3 separate regions of the Sus scrofa genome follow, and regions 1 and 3 are each linked to region 2. The links are chromatin contacts, called in public Hi-C and targeted proximity ligation maps. All regions are on one chromosome and are shown on one strand. The core of a region is the stretch at or near the end of the contact, and the rest is flanking DNA. Distances in the headings are between cores, read along the strand shown. Region 1 overlaps PARN (poly(A)-specific ribonuclease PARN). Region 2 has its middle 7.4 kb from the start of MIR365-1. Region 3 overlaps PARN (poly(A)-specific ribonuclease PARN).

Region 1 (3,909 bases), core at 1,225-3,724, 150 kb before region 2:
TGCTGTGGCTGTGGTGTAGGCTGGGGGCTACAGCTCCGATTAGAACCCTAGTCTGGGAACCTCCGTATGCCATGGGTGCGGCCCTAGAAAAGGCAAAAAGACAAAAAAAAAAAAAAAAAAAAAAAAGAAATTACATCTCGCTGTTCTTCTTCCCCATCCCATCCTCCCGACTCCCTGGCCGGACAGCTGCTCTCCTCAAAGTCGTGCTGACGCCTTTCTTGCCTTTTTTAGTTCTCTCTCTCTCCTTCCCCCTCTAACCCCCACCCCACCCCTTCCCTCTCCCTCTGCAAATCCACAAAATGATACCTTATTGTGCTCGTTATTTGCCTTTGCCTGAGGTTGAGCAACTCTTTATAACACTATCGCGTGATGTGCTCCTTTTTCTGTGAAATGACTCTGCGTGCTTTTCGTGTCTTCTGCCCGTTTTTCTGTTGGATGTTTGTTCCTTTACTGATTGGTAGGCGTTTTCAGGTATTCTGGTGCTAAGCCTCCACCAGTTGCACGGGTTACAAATACCTTCTCCTGGCTGGTAGAGTGTCTTCCCTCTTTAAAGTGGCTTCTGATGAACAAGTTTTCCTCGTCAGTGTAGCCAGACTTACTGATCTTTTTTTTTTTTTTTTTTTTTAAATGCTTAACGATTTTTTGTATCTTCATAAATTCTTTCCTACTTCAAGCTTGGGAAGATATTCACTTCCATTTTCTTTTCAAGTTTTCAGAATTTGCTTTTGACATTTAAGTGCTTCATCCATCTGGAGTTGATTTTTCTGCCGAGTGTAAGAATCCAGTTTCTTTTTTTTTTTTTCCTATGGATAAACAGTTTTTCCAGCTTTGCCTTTTCCACAGTGTCATGCTGCCTGTGTCAAAAGTCAAAGTTGCACAGATGCGTAAGGTCTGTCTGTGTCCAGGCGCTTCTCTCCCATTGGTCACGTTATCTCTGTTACTCTTACTACACCGTCGTTTTTAAGTATTACTGGTTTATAGTAAGCCTTTTTAGCTAGCAAAGCAAGTCTCTCTTCTTTAGTCTTCAGAAATGTTTGGGTTGTCATTGTTCCATTTAAGATTTAAGATCCAACCTTTCACATTCCACAGAATTATTGAGGTGTAAGTTATATATATACAGTGAAACATACTGTTCTGTTATATTGGTCTTTGTTTTAATTTTTATTGTTATTTTTGCTTTTTAGGGCCATACACCCGCAGCATATGGAGGTTCCCAGGCTAAGGGGTCTCATCAGAGCTGTAGCCGCTAGCCTACGGCCAGAGCCACAGCAACTCGGGATCTGAGCCGCATCTGCGACCTACACCACAGCTCACGGCAACACCAGATCCTCAGCCCACTGAGCGAGGCCAAGGATTGAACCCACAACCTCATGGTTCTTAGCCGGATTCATTTCCGCTGTGCCACAGCCGGAACTCTGGTTTTTGTGTGAATAAATGCAGACCATCATGTCATCATCACCACCATCAAGACATAGGGCCCCCCCTCCAAAAAAAAAATAGGACCCCCAGAATTCTCTCACCCACTTTGCGGCTGACCTTCCCCGTCTCACTGCTCTGTGTTCTGTTGAGGTTTTTTAATCTCATTTTTAATTTTTTCCAATGTTTTACTAACATGTTGGAATTTTTAAAAGTGAAATTGCATTAAAGCTATAGATCAGTTTTGGCTGGAATCTACATCTTACGTCAAGTCTTCTGATCCGCGAACATCATGACTCTCAGCTTAGTTGGAGAGAGTTTTTTGCTTGACAATAATGGAAAGTTCTAAATTTTTATGTTTTTTTTTTCACTCTCCACTAGGACTATTTTTTTTACTTTTTTCATTATTAAAATATAGTTGATTTACAGTGTTGTGCCAATTGAAAGTTCTAAATTTTTAGAAAAACGTCTACATATTTTAAGTAGTTCTTTAAGAATCCTGTGAAGGAAACATTTTGGAATTGTCGATCGACACAGACACATAAATACCCGCAAATATATGTCAGACTTGGGGCAATATTACATTAAAAAACGAAAATCCTGTTTTGGTTCCAGACCGGCTGTTGCTCACACAGCAAGACCATAGGCAAGCTGATGCTCAGTCCCTTTATCTGTGTGGTGCCTGGGATGCCCCTTCCTCTTGGGGCGGCTGTGGTGATTGAACCCCGTAAGGGGTGTGAGCAGACCCTGCCCAGGGAGGCCCAGGGTGGGCGGGGAGGCTCTGGGGGAGGAGCCGCTCTCACTCATCTGCAGGGAACTGGGGAGGGCCCCCACTGCGTTTGGTTTCCCGGTGGCTTTAACAAAGCGGCACGGCACGACCGAAAGCTAGCCCTGAATCATTTCCCTGACACATTTGGAGAAGGTTCGTGTTACCAAGCCGCCTGGCCCACGCTGCTGCCGCCGCCGCCGCCGCCGCCGCCGGGCGAGCTGGAATCGCTGGAGAACACAGCTGACAGCCAGTTCATTTTGCTGATTCATCCATTAGCGGGGTGGCTCCCAGCCAGAGCTTGGCTCCGAGATGAAAGGCCGAGAGCTGCAAAGCTGCTGGGCCTCGAAGGAATGCTGGTACATGACTGCCACGTGAAGGCCAGCGGTGACAAGTGGGCTGTTATTCGTTTCCCCCGTGTAGCGATCCTACTTCCACATGTGCTCCGATGAACTCGCCACCGTGGTCAGCGAGCCGCTGGTGACGTTCGTCCTCGGGGCTGAGCACCGCGTTCTTGGGAAACAGCCGGACGCTGTTCACTAGATCATCTTGGCTCCTTTATGACCTTATCATCTGCTTTGCTTTCATGGGGAACGTTGACTCAAGCCGACTCTTTTCCCGGGTTGTCCAAATCAAACTCGAGAGAGCGGCGTTATTGCAGGTGTCATCCCTGAGGGGCCTCCTTGCACGTAAACCTGCCCGAGTGAGGAACGAAACGCAGGAAAATCCAGGCGATGCACGTTGGCCGACGAGCCGCAGTACAGCATGGTCACGTAGAAGTGGCGGCTTCTCCTGTATCACCGGAGAGATGAACCTGCTCTAGCAGCTTGCCTCAGGCCTACGGGAAGCTCTCCATGTGACGGGTGAGCCGAGAGGGTGGAACTCGATCTGGTTTTCCCAGATCTCCAGCATTGTCCCTGGGACGGACACTCGGGGAGCAGCTGCTGGATGGACGCATGGATGGACGGCGCTTGTTGGTCATACACGTGGCTCAGTGGTTAGATCAACGGGGCAAGAGAGTCAGGGGTGCAGCCCTTTGAAAGCAAGAAAAGTCACTGTCTGGAGAAATAACATTTTCAGGAAAGGATCCTCTTTCTGGGGGTCTCCCATCCCAGTGACTTTGGTCAACAGCGTATCTGCAGAACTGAATGCTTTCTGTTCCCCTCCTGGGAGTGAGTCAGAGCACCCTGTTTTAGGCTCCCATTGCAGTAACTCGCCCTACTTCCTTGGGAAATGTGAAAGTTCTTAAATACCCTTAGTGGTCCCCCCCCCTTTTTTTCTCTTCAATTCAGGAGTGAGTATTTGAAAAGTTCAGCCAACTTAGTAAGGACAACTTTTTAAAAACAAGACTGGGAGCCATTTTTCTTTTTGTTTATTTTGCTATGCTCTTTAGATGGCTAACCATTTAGGGCATGACATTCTGTAGCTCCTGTCGTGCTGAGCAATTGCTGGCAAGTCTAGCTCACTTGGAGTGAAGAGGACAGAGTCAGGTGTGAGGTATGTGGGGCGTGTCTGCCTGTCTCCCACGTAATATTTGCTGAGAACCGCTCTGTACCAAGAGCTGAAGTGGGTGTACAGTCTAGTTTGGACGCTGTGGCGCATGTGCAGCTGCCCAGGTCCCAGGTCTGCTCCCACAGCCCCTCCCAGCACAGCCCGGCCCCTGCTGTCTTGCTGGTGGTAGCTGTGGGCAGGGAGAGGGCGCCCGGGGGGAAACCTGCTCACGCTGC
Region 2 (3,450 bases), core at 383-2,882:
CTGGGTCCCCAAGCTCAAGGTCACCACTCATGAGGGGGACAGTCATAAATAAATCATTACAAATGGAACCTGGTGGGCATCAGAGCAGAAGCAAGGACAAGCTGCAGGATCTGCCCTTGGTGGACAGAGGGGTGGGGAAGAGAGGTGGGGTGTGGGTTGGGGATGAGTTCGGGTGATGGAAGCAGGCAGGAAGAGGGCAGGACTTGAAGTCCAAGAGCAAGTGAGTAGTTCTGATTCAGCGGTAAATTAAGGGTGGGGGGCACGGCCTGGAGATGTGTCTAGGGAACCCATCATTCTCAATCAAGTACAGCAGGCACACCTAGGGGAGGCTGAGGGACGATAACCTACCCCTTTTAGCTTCACACAATACATGAAGAGGCAAACAGTTCCCAAGTCCCGAATCAGAACGCTTTGGACCATACAGAGTTGATGTGAGATCCACTATTAGGGGAGCTATGATGAAGGAGAGACGCTGATAATGCTCTTGGATACAGAGACAGAACACAGAGCGTGCTCTCGTCCTCCCCTGTCCCCTATCCCGCCCCTGATCTCTCCCACCCTCCAGACTGGCCTCAATCAGCTGCGAGGCGGAGGCTGGAGATCGGGTGCGAAAAGCAAGCTTCCCACCTGCTCCAGTTTGGACAATCCTGGATTGGCTCCGTTTGGTCACATGCCCAAACCTGGACCAATCACTGCGGCCAAGTTCAGAAGTGGGCTGCTGTGATTGGTCCTTGTGAGTCATGACACCCCCACCTGGATCAATGACGGTAGCTGAGGCTTGGGTATTGTGAGCGATTGTCTTTGGCGGTATTCCCACGGGCCATCGTGCCTTTTACTAAAAGTGGGAGAGAAAGTGCTGGCAGGAACAAAAACAAAAGCCAAACCGAGAGCCACCTATCTCCGCCAGAGCCTTCTCCTGGCTGTGCGGCTTCTACGCTTACTCTGCTGAGAATTGCCTCAATGGTGAGTCGGGCTTCGCTTTAAGATCCACTCTTGTCTATAAACCCCACCGCTGCCTGCAGGATTTACTCAGACTTGTTGTAGTTGGGTTTTTGCCATTGTTATTACATTATTTAATCAAATATAAAATGTTTTTTAATTCTTTAGTTTATGATGGCCTCTCCAGCCCCCGAGGGTAGGAACCGTGTCTATCTTGTTGGTTACTGCGTTGCTCCGGCCCAGTACTCAGCCCCTTTTCTATATAGTAGGTCCAGGAACGAATGAATGAACATTCACACATTCATTGAACATCCTACAGAGAACAGGAGGCACCACAAGGTCGTCACCAGTTCGCTCAGTCTCTCTCTTCCACATTCTCCCTTCTTCTCTGTCATGTTGGATTCCCCTTCATGACAAAGTTCTGTTCGTCTAAGTCTATCCTCAAGTGTCCTCCCAACACACACTGCAAAGCCTTGAATCTCTGGGTGGATTCTTGGGTTGAGCGCCTTAGATAAGCCCAGGAAATCAGGTTCATTGGGTTGGTGGAGACTATTCTTTGAGGGCGATAACGGAGTTCTGTTTGGGCTGGAAGGGACTGGGAGGGACTGGGTGCCATGATAGGCTGCCAACGTCTGCCCTGACCGCCTGCCTCTGATGGGACTCCTGGTCCTGTTGCTGTTCTGGATAGTTTGCTGACCAGCGGGCCTCTGTTCTGAAGACTGCAGCTCTGGCATTTGCTGTGGGATCAGAGTACACTCAGTCTAGGACAAAATGGAGTGGCCAGATAAAACAACTGCAGGCGCTTAGGGAAGAAGGCTTAAGACAAATGGCTATTTTTTTTTTTTTTAAAGTACTTATAACCCACATGTCAGCTGGGGTCATCTTATTTTTGGAGATTCAAATGGAATGGGCTTGAACTTGGTCCCACATGCCATGGGAGACCCAACTTTCCTTGGAACCTTTCCAGGGAATGGGGGTGAAGGGCGTTTGTGTCTCTCCTAGTCACCCAAGGTTCTGAATTCCTGCATCCAATGAATCCGTTCTGCTTAGGTGCCCTTTTGCTGGCCTCGTGGGCACATGACCTGTACAGTTGTAGAGGGTCTACTTTGATTTTAATGCTCTACTGTTGTCATCCTGAACTTCTTAGTAATTTCTCTCTTTCTTTTTTTGGATGAGTTAGGCATAAATGATTTTTCTAAATTTAACTTTAATTTTTTAAAATTATAGTTGATTTATAATGTTGTGCCAGTTTCTGCTGTACAGCAAAGCGACCCATTCATTTGTTTACACACACACACACACACACACACACACACACATTCCCTTTCTTACATTATCTTCCATCATGGGCTAACCCAGGAGATTGGCTATAGTTCCCTGTGCTATATAGTAGGGCCGCACTGCTTAATCCAGTCTAAATGTCATAGTTTGCATCTACTAACTCCCAATTCCCAGTCTGTCCTACTCCCTACCACCCACCACTGCAACCGCAAGTCTGTTCTTGACGTCTGTGAGTCTGTTTCCGTTTTGTAGATAGGTTCGTTTGTGCCATATTTTATATTTCACATATTACTGATATCATGTGGTATTTGTCTTTCTCTTTATGATCTGCTTCACTTAGTATGAGACTCTCTAGTTGCATTCACGTTGCTATAAATGGCATTATTTCACTCTTTTTATGGCTGAGTAGTATTCCATTATATACGTGTACCACATCTTAATCCATTCATCTGTTGATGGACATGTAGGGGTTTCCAAGTCTTAGCTCTTGTCAATAGTGCTGCTATGAACACACAGGTGCAATGTATCTTTTTGAATGAAAGTCTGTCCAGATTTATGCCCAGGAGTAGGATTGCTGGATCATGTGGTAGTTCTATATTTACTTTTCTGAGGAACCTCCATACTGTCTTCCATGGTGGTTGTACTTAGTCATTGTTGAACAAAGGGCTGCACATTTTCATTCTGCAAATCAGGTAGCTAGACCTGCTTGATTCAGGAGCTTTCCTTTCCCACCCCACGCTGACCCACTCGAGACTCTGCCCCAATTCCTCCACTGTCCCTAAAGCCCATCCATGGAGTTCATGTGCGTATAGACTTGGACTGAAGCTTTCGGATGAAGGAAAATTTTGGCCTTCGAGCTAAGTTAACAGCATCAAGTCCAGTGTATGAACTGGCTCAAAGCTACTCAGTGGGAAACAATGAAGGAGGAGGGAAGGCCGATGAAACAAGAGAGGCCAAAGGTGGACCCGTGAATATACTCAAAGACACAGAGCTGGGCACTTGAGATGGGTGAATGAGATGGTAAGTGAATTATATCTCAATAAAACTGTTGGGGGAAAAAAAAAGTCATGCCTTCCCCACTCCTCCCCTCATCCTGCCAGGAATCCTTAGGCTCCAGACTCCTGCCTTTGGGGAAATCTGTCTTCCACCCTCTCTCTGCATGTGTGCACACACGCACGTGCACACATACACACAACTTCCATCTCTCCTTCCCATTACCTTCTTCTGCCT
Region 3 (3,568 bases), core at 355-2,854, 190 kb before region 2:
GTCGTCTGTTTCATTTCCGGCAGAGAAGAGCCTTCATCCATTGGTGCTTTTACTTCCTCATCTGCAGAGGGTCACACTTAGTAAGAGTGGCATAGGCACTTAATCTGCGTGGTTTTCTCGGAGATCTTCCAACTGAAATTCTGTCGTGAGATGATCTGTAAGCATTGTGGCTAACCTCAGACAAACAGAAACAAGGAAGTACTTTGTTTAAGACCCCCTACGTGTGTGCATTTTGTTTTGTAGTAGTAGTAATAGTAGTATTTGTTGGAAAAATATCTATCATAGACTGTTTTAAAATCTGTCATTGTTTAAATTCTCTCTCTCCCGTGTCATGAAATTACTGAAAAATGAGGTAGAACGGGTCTTCCTTCCTCCCCACTCTGTATACTGTGTTGGGCTCTGTTTAAAGCAGAGATTCACGTGGGTGTACAAATGATGTAGGAGTTTCAGTTTTTCATGTATGTATGAAATTCTATAATCTCTAATAAAAGAAAGATTCGAGGGATCCAAACGAAGTAAGATACGCATAAAACCTTGGGACAGGATCTCAGTGGTACCAGTGGCTATACTGTGTTGACATTAACTCCTTGGAGGAAGTTTTACAAGCAGTTGATAGTCATTTGTGTGTGTGTGTGTGTTTGCCTTTTCTAGGGCTGCTTACCGTGGCATATGGAGGTTCCCAGGCTAGGGGTCCAATTGGAGCTGTAGCCACCAGCCTATGCCAGAGCCACAGCAACGCGGGATCCGAGCCACGTCTGCAACCTACACCACACGCCGGATCCTTAACCCGCTGAGCAAGGCCAGGGATCAACCCACAACCTCATGGTTCCTAGTCGGATTCGTTAACCACTATGCCACGATAGGAACTCCTGATAGTCATTTTTAATATTGCTACAGAAACAGTTTAGCAGAATACTATTTGGGAAATTATCTGTAAGTGGAGATAAAATGTTTTCCGTGAAGTATTTTAAGTGAATTTAAGACTTCCCTCTAAATTTTCATTAGATTCCCATCTGAGGAAAGGGACCTTTTCCCCTCCCAGTCTAGCCCTTCCCCTCCCTTTTCAATGCGTTGGGAGAAGTGATTATGTTAGAGCTTGATCTTTGTCTCCTTATCTTGATAAATCGAATACTCCTAATGCTGCTGTTTAGCAGCCGCAGTGAACAGCTGCCCCTAGGAGGAAAGCTCTTTTTTCATAATTCATGTTTGGACAGGAAAGTGTACCTGGCAATGAATCTTGATTATCTGAGCAGCTTGGGATGGACCGAGGGTAGGGTAATATATACTGGTTTGCCTTCGGGCCCCAGCTCTTCTTGGAGAGCTCAGCTTACTGCTAAGGGAAAACAAAGGCAGACCGAGCAATCGTAACTAGGTAGTTGCCTTGGGAAAACAACAGCTCATGAAATGTTTTCAGTGTCCCGGGCTAAGAGAAAAGAGACCTTGAATAAAACTCACAGGTTAGAATCAACTACTGTGTGGCTTCTGGGCTCCCCTGAATGACTGAGTCTGTTATCTGCCGAATCCTCGCCTCACTCCCAGGAGGCACTTGGAGACGAGCGGGTCCTGTCTGGCCGCGTGGTCAGCTGCTGCTCTGTCTTTGAGATTAAGTGACAGCATCACGGCCTGGGCTCCAGAAGGATGCAGTCTCTCCTCGGTCTCCACATACACAGCATTAATGTTAGGCCGGCGGGAGGGGGGATTCTCTGGGGTCAGCGGGTTGGGGAGAAGCTGGTGGTCATCTTCATCTGCACCCCGGTCCCCACCGTAGAGTTTCTGGTTTTACTGCTTCACGTTGGAGAAGGCGGTTAAGACAGATCATCCATGATATTGGTTGAGTCTTTCCCTGTGACCTGGTCAGTGTTTATAAATATTCCAGTGTGTTCGAAGGGAAAGTACAGTTTCCCAGTTGTGAAGTGTAGGGTTCCCTCTGTCCAGAAGGTCAAGCTTGTGAAATAATACGTGGTTCTCATCTCTTAGTTGTTTACTCATTGCTTGCATTTGCTTGATCTGTAAATTTATAATTGGGATTTTGTTTTGTTGTGTTTGGTTTTTCACTCGTACTGTGGTTTTGAAATTGTTGCTTTCTCCTTATCATTCTGTCAGTTTCTGTTTTGGGGACAAGTTGGTGCTCTTGTTCTAACTAGTAGTTTGTTGTTGTTGTTGTTTTTTTCCCTGAACTCAGTTTTGTCTGATACAAGTATTTTCATTTTTTGGTTAGTATTTGCCTCATTTGCCTCATTTCTTTTCCAGCCTCTTATTTTGACTTTTCTGGATTGCTTTAGATGCGTCTTTTGTGAATAACAAATAGGTGCCCATTCAATTTTCTTCAGTCAGAGAATCCCTTTCTTTTCTTTTTCCTTTCTTTTCTTTTTTTTTTTTTTTTTTTTTTTTTTTTTGGCTGCCCCTGTGGCATTTGGAAACTCTCAGGCCAAGGATAGAATCTGAGCCACAGCTGCAGCAATGTCAGATCTTTAATACACCGTTCCAGGCTGGGGATTGAACCTGCACCATCGCAGAGACAAAGCTGGATTCTTTTTTTTTTTTTTTTTTCAGGGCTGCACCCAAGGCATATGGAAGTTCCCAGGCTAGGGGTCAAATTGGAGCTACAGCTGCCGGCCTGTGCCACAGCCACATGGGATCCGAGCTGCATCTATAACCTACGCTACAGCTCATGGCAATGCCGGATCCTTAACCCACTGAGGGAGGCCAGGGATCGAACCCACATCCTCATGGATCCTAGTTGGGTTCATTAACCACTGAGCCGTGAAGGGAACTTCTAACGCCAGATTTTTAGCCTGCTATGCCACATCAGGAACTCCTGAGAATCCCTGTTTTATAAATGGTGAATTTGGTCAATTTATCTTTACTATTCACCATACATGCTGCTTTTTTTCCTCTTTTTCTTTTCTTTCCTTTTTTTTTTTTTTTGCTTTTCAGGGTTGTACTTGTGGCGCATCAAAGTTCCCAGACTAAGGGTCAAATCAGAACTTCAGTTGCTGGCCTGTACCACAGCTCACGGCAACACCAGAACCTTAACCCACTGAGTGAGGCCAGGGATTGAAGCTGCATCCTCACGGATACTAGTTGGGTTCATTACTGCTGAGCCACAGCGGAAACTCCCATGCTTCTTTTTTCTGAACACTCCCTTTTGGAGCAGTCAGAGGTGTGAATTCTCCTATGGACTTTTCTCTTCCCACCCACAGCCTTAGGCAGGGACAGGCTTGGGTTCCAGGTCTCCCAGCCAATGGGTGAGTCTTTTTTATGTGCACAGCTATATGCAGGACTCTTAACATCTGGCTTTCAGTTCTCACTCATTTCTGACACCCGAGGATTTCCTTTTCTTTCCTTCAAGCTCAGCTGTACATTTACATTAAAAAAAAAAAAGAAAGAAAGAAAGAAAAAAGGTGTTGGTTTGCTCCTCCACTCTGTGCAGTTCTGTTGGGAGGAGATTCTGCATTTCTTCACTGACTCAGTCTGCCCACCCCCCTGCACCCCAGTGCTGAGTGCTTCTCGCCGATGAGAGTGATGTGTGTGCCTGCAGATCTTTCTGTCGTGTTAAATAGGCCTT

What was found. A called contact is a pair of places that touch in the nucleus more often than the background predicts.
Region 1: a contact with region 2 is called in a targeted proximity ligation map of skeletal muscle, with 2.1 times the contacts expected there. A contact is called at or near these places in 3 of 47 Hi-C or Micro-C datasets (psoas muscle and skeletal muscle) and 1 of 2 datasets of targeted methods (skeletal muscle).
Region 3: a contact with region 2 is called in a Hi-C map of liver, with 5 times the contacts expected there. A contact is called at or near these places in 5 of 47 Hi-C or Micro-C datasets (embryonic fibroblasts, liver and skeletal muscle) and 1 of 2 datasets of targeted methods (skeletal muscle).

The regions. Positions count from the first base shown.
Region 1 is chr3:28,749,262-28,753,170 of Sscrofa11.1, forward strand. All of the region lies in intron 21 of PARN (poly(A)-specific ribonuclease PARN), which reads left to right. Among named protein-coding and RNA genes, the nearest start is that of PARN, 130 kb to the left of the region's middle.
Region 2 is chr3:28,899,114-28,902,563 of Sscrofa11.1, forward strand. No RefSeq gene overlaps it. Among named protein-coding and RNA genes, the nearest start is that of MIR365-1, 7.4 kb to the right of the region's middle.
Region 3 is chr3:28,710,502-28,714,069 of Sscrofa11.1, forward strand. All of the region lies in intron 21 of PARN (poly(A)-specific ribonuclease PARN), which reads left to right. Among named protein-coding and RNA genes, the nearest start is that of PARN, 95 kb to the left of the region's middle.